Regions from separate parts of the Mus musculus genome. Here region 2 is linked to region 1. A link is a contact called in public Hi-C data. All regions are on one chromosome and are shown on one strand. Each heading gives the region's core, a stretch centred on a gene start, on an enhancer-like site or on the middle of the called end of the contact. The rest is flanking DNA. Distances are from core to core; before and after follow the strand shown.

Region 1 (3,101 bases), core at 164-2,663:
CCCTCCTCCTCTTCTTCCTCCTCCCCCCCCCCTCCTCTGTATAATGGAACCCCAATCCTCAGGTATACTGAGGAAATGCTATCACTGAGCTATATTCAGCTCTTTTTATTTGTGTTATTTTGAGACAGAAGCCGCTAAATTGCCTGGGTTGGCCTCCAATCTGCAACCCTCCTGATGTCAGCTTCTGTAATAACTTCAGGCATGTCCTACCAGGGCTATTTGTTCTTTTGTTTTTCTATAAAGATTTTATGACTGATAGGTCAAAACTATCTTTAAGCATTTAATTTCCTTTTTGAATATTCAAATCTATAGTACTATTTTGTTGATGTTTTAAAGACTGTAGATATTCATACAGTATGAACATAGGTTATAATATAGCAAAAATGGTAAAGAAATTCTTGAATTGCAAGTTGTAACTATCATTACAAAGGCAACAACATAATCCATTACATTTCTAAGTTCCTATTAAATCTTTATCAGTTGCCAATATTTTTCAAACTGATTACATGCATGTTGAAATTACAAAAGTAACTCATTAGTAAAATGCATGCTATATCAAACAAAACAAAAACTATTAAAAGCTACAACGTGTCCTTTCATTTTTTTTCAGGTGGATTGAATTATTAAATTTGGATGTCAGAGTGCAAATTCCTCTTTGAAACGGATTTCCTTGCCTTCTTACCAGTCCTAATCGTTCTTATGAAGATCCAAACTTTAATAGAAGACTTCAAAGCATACGCAGGCAGTTCATTTTCTTACATTCAGCGAAAGAAAAAGTGAATATATGGGAGGCAGAGGCAGGCGGATTTCTCAGTTCGAGGCCAGCCTGGTCTACAAAGTAAGTTCCAGGACAGCCAGGGCTACACAGAGAAACCCTGACTCGAAAAGACAAAAAAAAAAAAAAAAAAGTAAATATAAACTTGTTTAAACAATACATTAGCTACTGGAGTCTCTCTCTCTCTGTAAAGCTTTTTTGTTGAGTATATCAAATCTAGAGAACATCTGGGGCTCTAGCTTTTTAGGGGCGCCAAATGCCCTAAAGAGGGAGTAGAGAGAGCCTATTTTGCCCAGCAAACGGAGCTAGTGCCCTCAAGGACTCCCTAGCACCCTCCCCATTCGGACCACTTAGATCTTAGATAGGGCCTGCCTCAGTTCGTAGGCAGAGGGCACCTGAGTTGCACCTAAAGCAACCCAGCAGGAGAATCCAAACTGGCCCTAATCCGTTTCGTAAACGCACTAAGACCCTTCAGACTAGCCCTGCCCTGAAAATGACCCGCAGTTTCAGCTTATTCCGCCCTTCTCCAAGATGGCTGTGGCTGGCGCTGGGGATGCTGGGCGCGCTGCTTGTGAAGCGGAGCTGCCGGGGGCGTGTCTGGGGCGGGGCTTCCTGGACTCGTGCGCTGATTGGCCGCGGTGGCCGACCGGCCTCCGGCGCTGGTCCATAGCGGGCGCCGCGGCCTGGGGCTGGGATGTGACCCGCAGTGGGCTCCCGGCTCCGGGTGGTGACGGCTGTGAGCGGCGGCGACTGCAGCGAGGTCGGCGCAGGCGGGCGGGCGAAACCAGGGCGCCGAGAGCTGCTGCCGACAGGGCCGCGGGATGAGGAAGCGGACCGAGCCCGTCACCTTGGAGCATGAGCGCTGCGCCGCCTCAGGCTCGTCCTCCTCCGGCTCGGCCGCCGCGGCGCTGGACGCCGACTGCAGCTTGAAGCAGAACCTGCGTCTGGCGGGCAAGGGGACGGCAGAGCCGCACAGCGCATCCGACGCGGGCATGAAGCGGGCGCTGGGCAGGTGAGATGCGGTGCAGACACGCGCGGGCCCCTCACCTGGAGGGCAGGTAGTCCCAGGCTCCCACCTTCAGAGATCTGCTGCGGGAGCATCACACGGTTCCATCCTCCCGGCGTCCTCTTCGACCCTTCTAAAGACTACCTCCCCTCGTCTGGCCCGCAGGGACCGTCCAACCCCATTCTTTCCTCCAAACATCTGCCTCTGGAGCTCTCCTTCAACCCCCATCTCACCCTCCCACCCCCTCCACGAGCTGCTCACTAACCCACCCAGCACCCTGGCTGGCATCCTTATCAGGTTAGCCTGCAGAGATACTTAGTGGTTGAGTCCATAGTAATCAGGGGCCCAGTATTCCTGACTGGCTCTGGAAAGAGTCTCCCGAGGAGTTTGAAAGGCTGCCCTTAAGAAGAGGACCACGCAGGGTGAACGGCAAGACCAAAGACCCTGCAAGTGCTCTTAGCCAGTTCACCTGCTTTGCCTTGACCGTATATGGAGCTCAGTAGCAACTCTCCTGTCTGGTCCTTCCCTTCGCTAGCTAATCGCAGGTCAGAGCTGCATTCACCGACCCCCTTTCAAGGGTTAAGCCGTTTTCAGAATCCAAAGGAAAGGATGGATGGATGCATCCATTCTCAGCTGTTGGAGAGAACTGGTGGTTGTCTATGCAGGTAGTTAGTTACAAAGCACTTGAAATCTGCACAGGAATTGGTCATTGAAAATTACTCTGTAAGGTCCTGGAATCTTCTGGGATTGGTCGGTGAGTTAGACTTGCATCCTTCTTTTAGGATGGAGAAGAGGCAGTTATGTAAAGCTGATCTCAAAATTGAGTAGCCTGTTTTATATAGGAATAGGTTTCTTTCCCTCTATCTGGTTTCTTAATTTGATAGTTTGTAGACTATTATCTCTGTTGGCAGTTTTGAAGCCTTGATAGTGTATGACCAGAAATATTAGTTTGCAATGTTCCTAAGTCAGGAGTTGTAGCAGTCATTTCTTTTTGCATCAATTGATCGTTTGTTGTATATGTTAAACATTTACCCAAGAAAGAAAATCAGAGCTTGAAGCTCTGTGCTTAAAAGATCATGAACTTCAACTACCGAGATCTTTAAGTCAGTGATTCTCCATCTTGCAGAAAGACCAGAACTGGCTGTTTGTAGGTAAAATTTACTACCAGAGCGTGGGTGAGATTGCTGATCTGGGGAAGGCTCCTGCCATCAGGCCTAATGACCTGAGATCTATCCTTCTTGTGACTTAATGGTGAAAGGAGAGAACTGTCTCCCATAAGTTGGCTTTTGACCTCCATGCAGACCACCTCACATACATGCA
Region 2 (3,101 bases), core at 189-2,688, about 12 Mb before region 1:
CGTCATGGCTTCCGGTAAGGTCAGCCAAAGGGTCATAGGGCAAGGGTCACACAATGTATGGAAAAGCCAAGGCCAATCAGGAAAGGCAGTCATCTTAGCCTCAGTGGACACAGCCTCAGCCCCATTGGTCACTTTCAAATTGAAACATCAAGGACTTGTTAAAAAGTTGGAATTCAACATGCAACAATTTCAACATTAAACATTTCACATAACCAAAATCCCCCCAACCCCCTCCCAGTAACATGCCCCAACTATTTCAAATACAGCATAAAGCTTATTTAGATTTACTTTGTGGTACTATGCCACATTACTTAGTTTAAAATGGCATTTTCTTTGCCCCCCCCCAATCAAGCCTCCCAGCTCCTAAGACTTAGACTTCAAGCTCCTCCCCTTTCCCCGCCCCCTGCCCCACCTCCACCCCAGCCTTCCTAGAAACTTCCTCAATGCTAACAAGCACTGACAGATAAGCAAGGGGGCATACTACAAATACAGCCAGCCCTCGCTTTCAATGGCAGAACCCAAGTCAGTGCCAAAGAGGGCCAACTGAAGCCACTCCTTCCAAACTTAAGTCAACCGGCCACCCGACCCCATTCCCCGCGCTCCGGTGTCCCACGGCTACCCGGGCATGCGTGGAGGTAGAGGGGCCCCGGGAACACCCAGGGCCGACAAGCCCCGGCCTCCGCGCCTGCCCGGGCTGGGGAGGTCCCACCCTGCCCACCCAAGTGACTGCACCCGCCCTGCGCCCCCAACCCCCGCCCCCCCCAGGTACCCAGGACGCGGAGCGCGCGGGGGTAAGGACTCACTGCGGCTTCCGTAGCTGTAGCCATCGCGGTCGCGGCGCGGGCCCCGGGCGTGCTCTACGATCACGCGCTCGCCGCACAGCTCCTTGCTGTTGAGCTCGTACACGGCATCGTCGGCATCCCGGGAGTCCTCGAACTCCACGAAACCGTACCTGCGGAGGGGCGGAGCGCGAGCCGCGCACCGGCGGGCGGGCGTGTCGTTAGCCGGCGCCGCGCGCTCCCGCGCCCTCCCCCGCGCGCGCGCGCTCGGGGCGCCGCCGCCGCCGCCATTTTAGAGGCCCTGCCACGCGGCGCCGCGGCCTTGGCCGCCTCGGGTCCTTGGGGGACCTCTCTCCGCCGCGGGGCGCGGCCTCCCAGACCCGACTCACCCATTTTTGAGGTCGATCTCGAGGAGGCGGCCGTAGCCGCTGAAAAAGCGCTGGATGTCCTTCTCGCGGACGTTGTAGCTCAGGCGTCCTATGTAGACGCGCGGCATGGCCGTGACCCACGGGTGTCCTCCGGGAGGCTGGCGGAGGGGCGGCGGGCCGCGGGGCAGGGCTGCGGTGCGGGTGCGGGGACGGCGAAGGCCCGAACACGCGCCTCACACCGCAGCGGCGGCCGAGTCAGCCACACAATGGTGCGCGCGCGCGCGCCGGCCTACGCTATAAGTGCCCGGGGGCGGGGCGCGGCGCGGCGCAGCGCGTGACGTCGTCGCGCAGCACGTCCTCTCCCGCGCCGCGGGCCGCTCCGGATGTGTTGGGGCGGCCCGCGGCGCGTGCCGTGCTTGCTGGGAGTTGATTTCGCTACTGTCATGTCCCCTGGCGCTGTGCAGCCATCAGCGTAAACAGCCGAGGCCCGGACCTTTTGAGTCGTGCCTAATAAACTGTTCTTGTGCCCAGGCACGCGGAGAACGAGTTTTATTTCTCATTGGTTGTCCGGGCTGTCAGTCTAGGCCATCTTGGTCTCTGATTGGTCTACTAAAAAAAAAGAGGTTGCTCTTTCCCTTCAGCGGGTAGCTCGCACTGGTTTCGTTGAGTACACGCTCTTGGGAGTCGGACAGTTCCTTAGTTTCTCAGCGGCTCGGGATCTGTCCCCGAGGTTTAGTGACCAGCGGGGGAGGTGCTGTGGCTGGTCTGGGTGGCATCCCTCCCTCTGCTCGGAGCTCTGACAGCTCTGAATCCCGCGCTCGCCGCGGCCGTTCACAAAGGGAGCATGGCTGGGCCCCATGGTCCTCCAAGACCCCCTATCCCCTTTCCTATCCATACTGTCCTTAACCTGGTTGGATCCGAAGGCAAACTATTTATAAAGCAGAAATACACACTTAGGAGTTTATGGAGGTGACATCTAATGCTGTAGAGTTAAACAAAACAGCCCCACTGCCCTGGAGTAAAGTTAATTGACTATCAAGGAGCATGCCTTGGGAGTATTCAAAGCACGGCGAAGGTTTGGCTAGAGAGGTAAGGAAACCGAAAGCAGAGCACGGTGTGATAAAAGCTGAGAGAAAAGACTGCCATTGAGTTAGTACCTGCTCTTTAGGAATTTGTTTTCTGCCCAGAATCTGGGCAGCCTCAGGCTTTTCAGCTATAATGAGAGAAGATTCTGTCCTCTGGGGCAGACCGGCAATGTTGATAGCACACAGGGAGATGTGTTAATAGTATTCTCGAGGGAAGAGAACGTCCTTAAGTTAGAAATATAAATATATATATGTAGACAGCTTTTAAAAATATTCATGGAACACAGAATGAAGTCAACACATAACAGTTTTATCAAATTGTCAATTTCTAAAAACTTGTTAAAATTTATTTGTGAGTGGTGAGAAGACTGAAGCCGGTAAAGGTGCTTGCTGCCAAGCTGGAGGACCCGACTTTGATCCTAGAGACCCACACGGTAGAAGGAACAACAACAACAACAAAAACAATTCTTGCAAGTTGTCCTCTGACCTCCTGATGCGTGTCATGCCTTCAATAAATAACTAAGTGTGATGATAACACATTTTAAAATTATTTGTAAAAGCAAACACACATCTGGATTCCACACGAGACGAAAAAGCCAGTATTTGTCATTCTCCTACCCTATTACCATATTTTGTTCCCCTCTTCCCTTATCCTTGTTTCCTTCACATAGTTCCCTTTCTACTTTCATGTTCTACACACACACAAGACAACCCATGAGATCATTTATCTTCCAAAGTTCCTAGTTGGATCAGCAGCACTGGGGAGTCCTGTTGCCGACCTAACTTGGTACTTTGCAAAAGCAACAAACTGAAATGACAAGTGCGCAGCATGAGAGTCTATTTATTTTTTTAGTGGGCTGGGGGAGGGA

The links. A called contact is a pair of places that touch in the nucleus more often than the background predicts.
Region 2: a contact with region 1 is called in a Hi-C map of B cells, with 7 read pairs. The contact joins the promoter of Srsf6 here to the promoter of Abhd12 in region 1. A contact is called at or near these places in 1 of 39 promoter capture datasets (pre-B cells) and 1 of 484 Hi-C or Micro-C datasets (B cells).

Annotation. Positions count from the first base shown.
Region 1 is chr2:150,903,043-150,906,143 of GRCm38.p6, reverse strand. Abhd12 (abhydrolase domain containing 12) reads left to right here and starts at 1,413. Exons shown (of 13, transcript NM_024465.3): 1 at 1,413-1,787. The coding sequence starts at 1,597.
Region 2 is chr2:162,929,845-162,932,945 of GRCm38.p6, reverse strand. It overlaps Srsf6 (serine and arginine-rich splicing factor 6), which reads right to left and starts at 1,438. Exons shown (of 6, transcript NM_026499.4): 1 at 1,169-1,438; 2 at 804-952. The coding sequence starts at 1,275.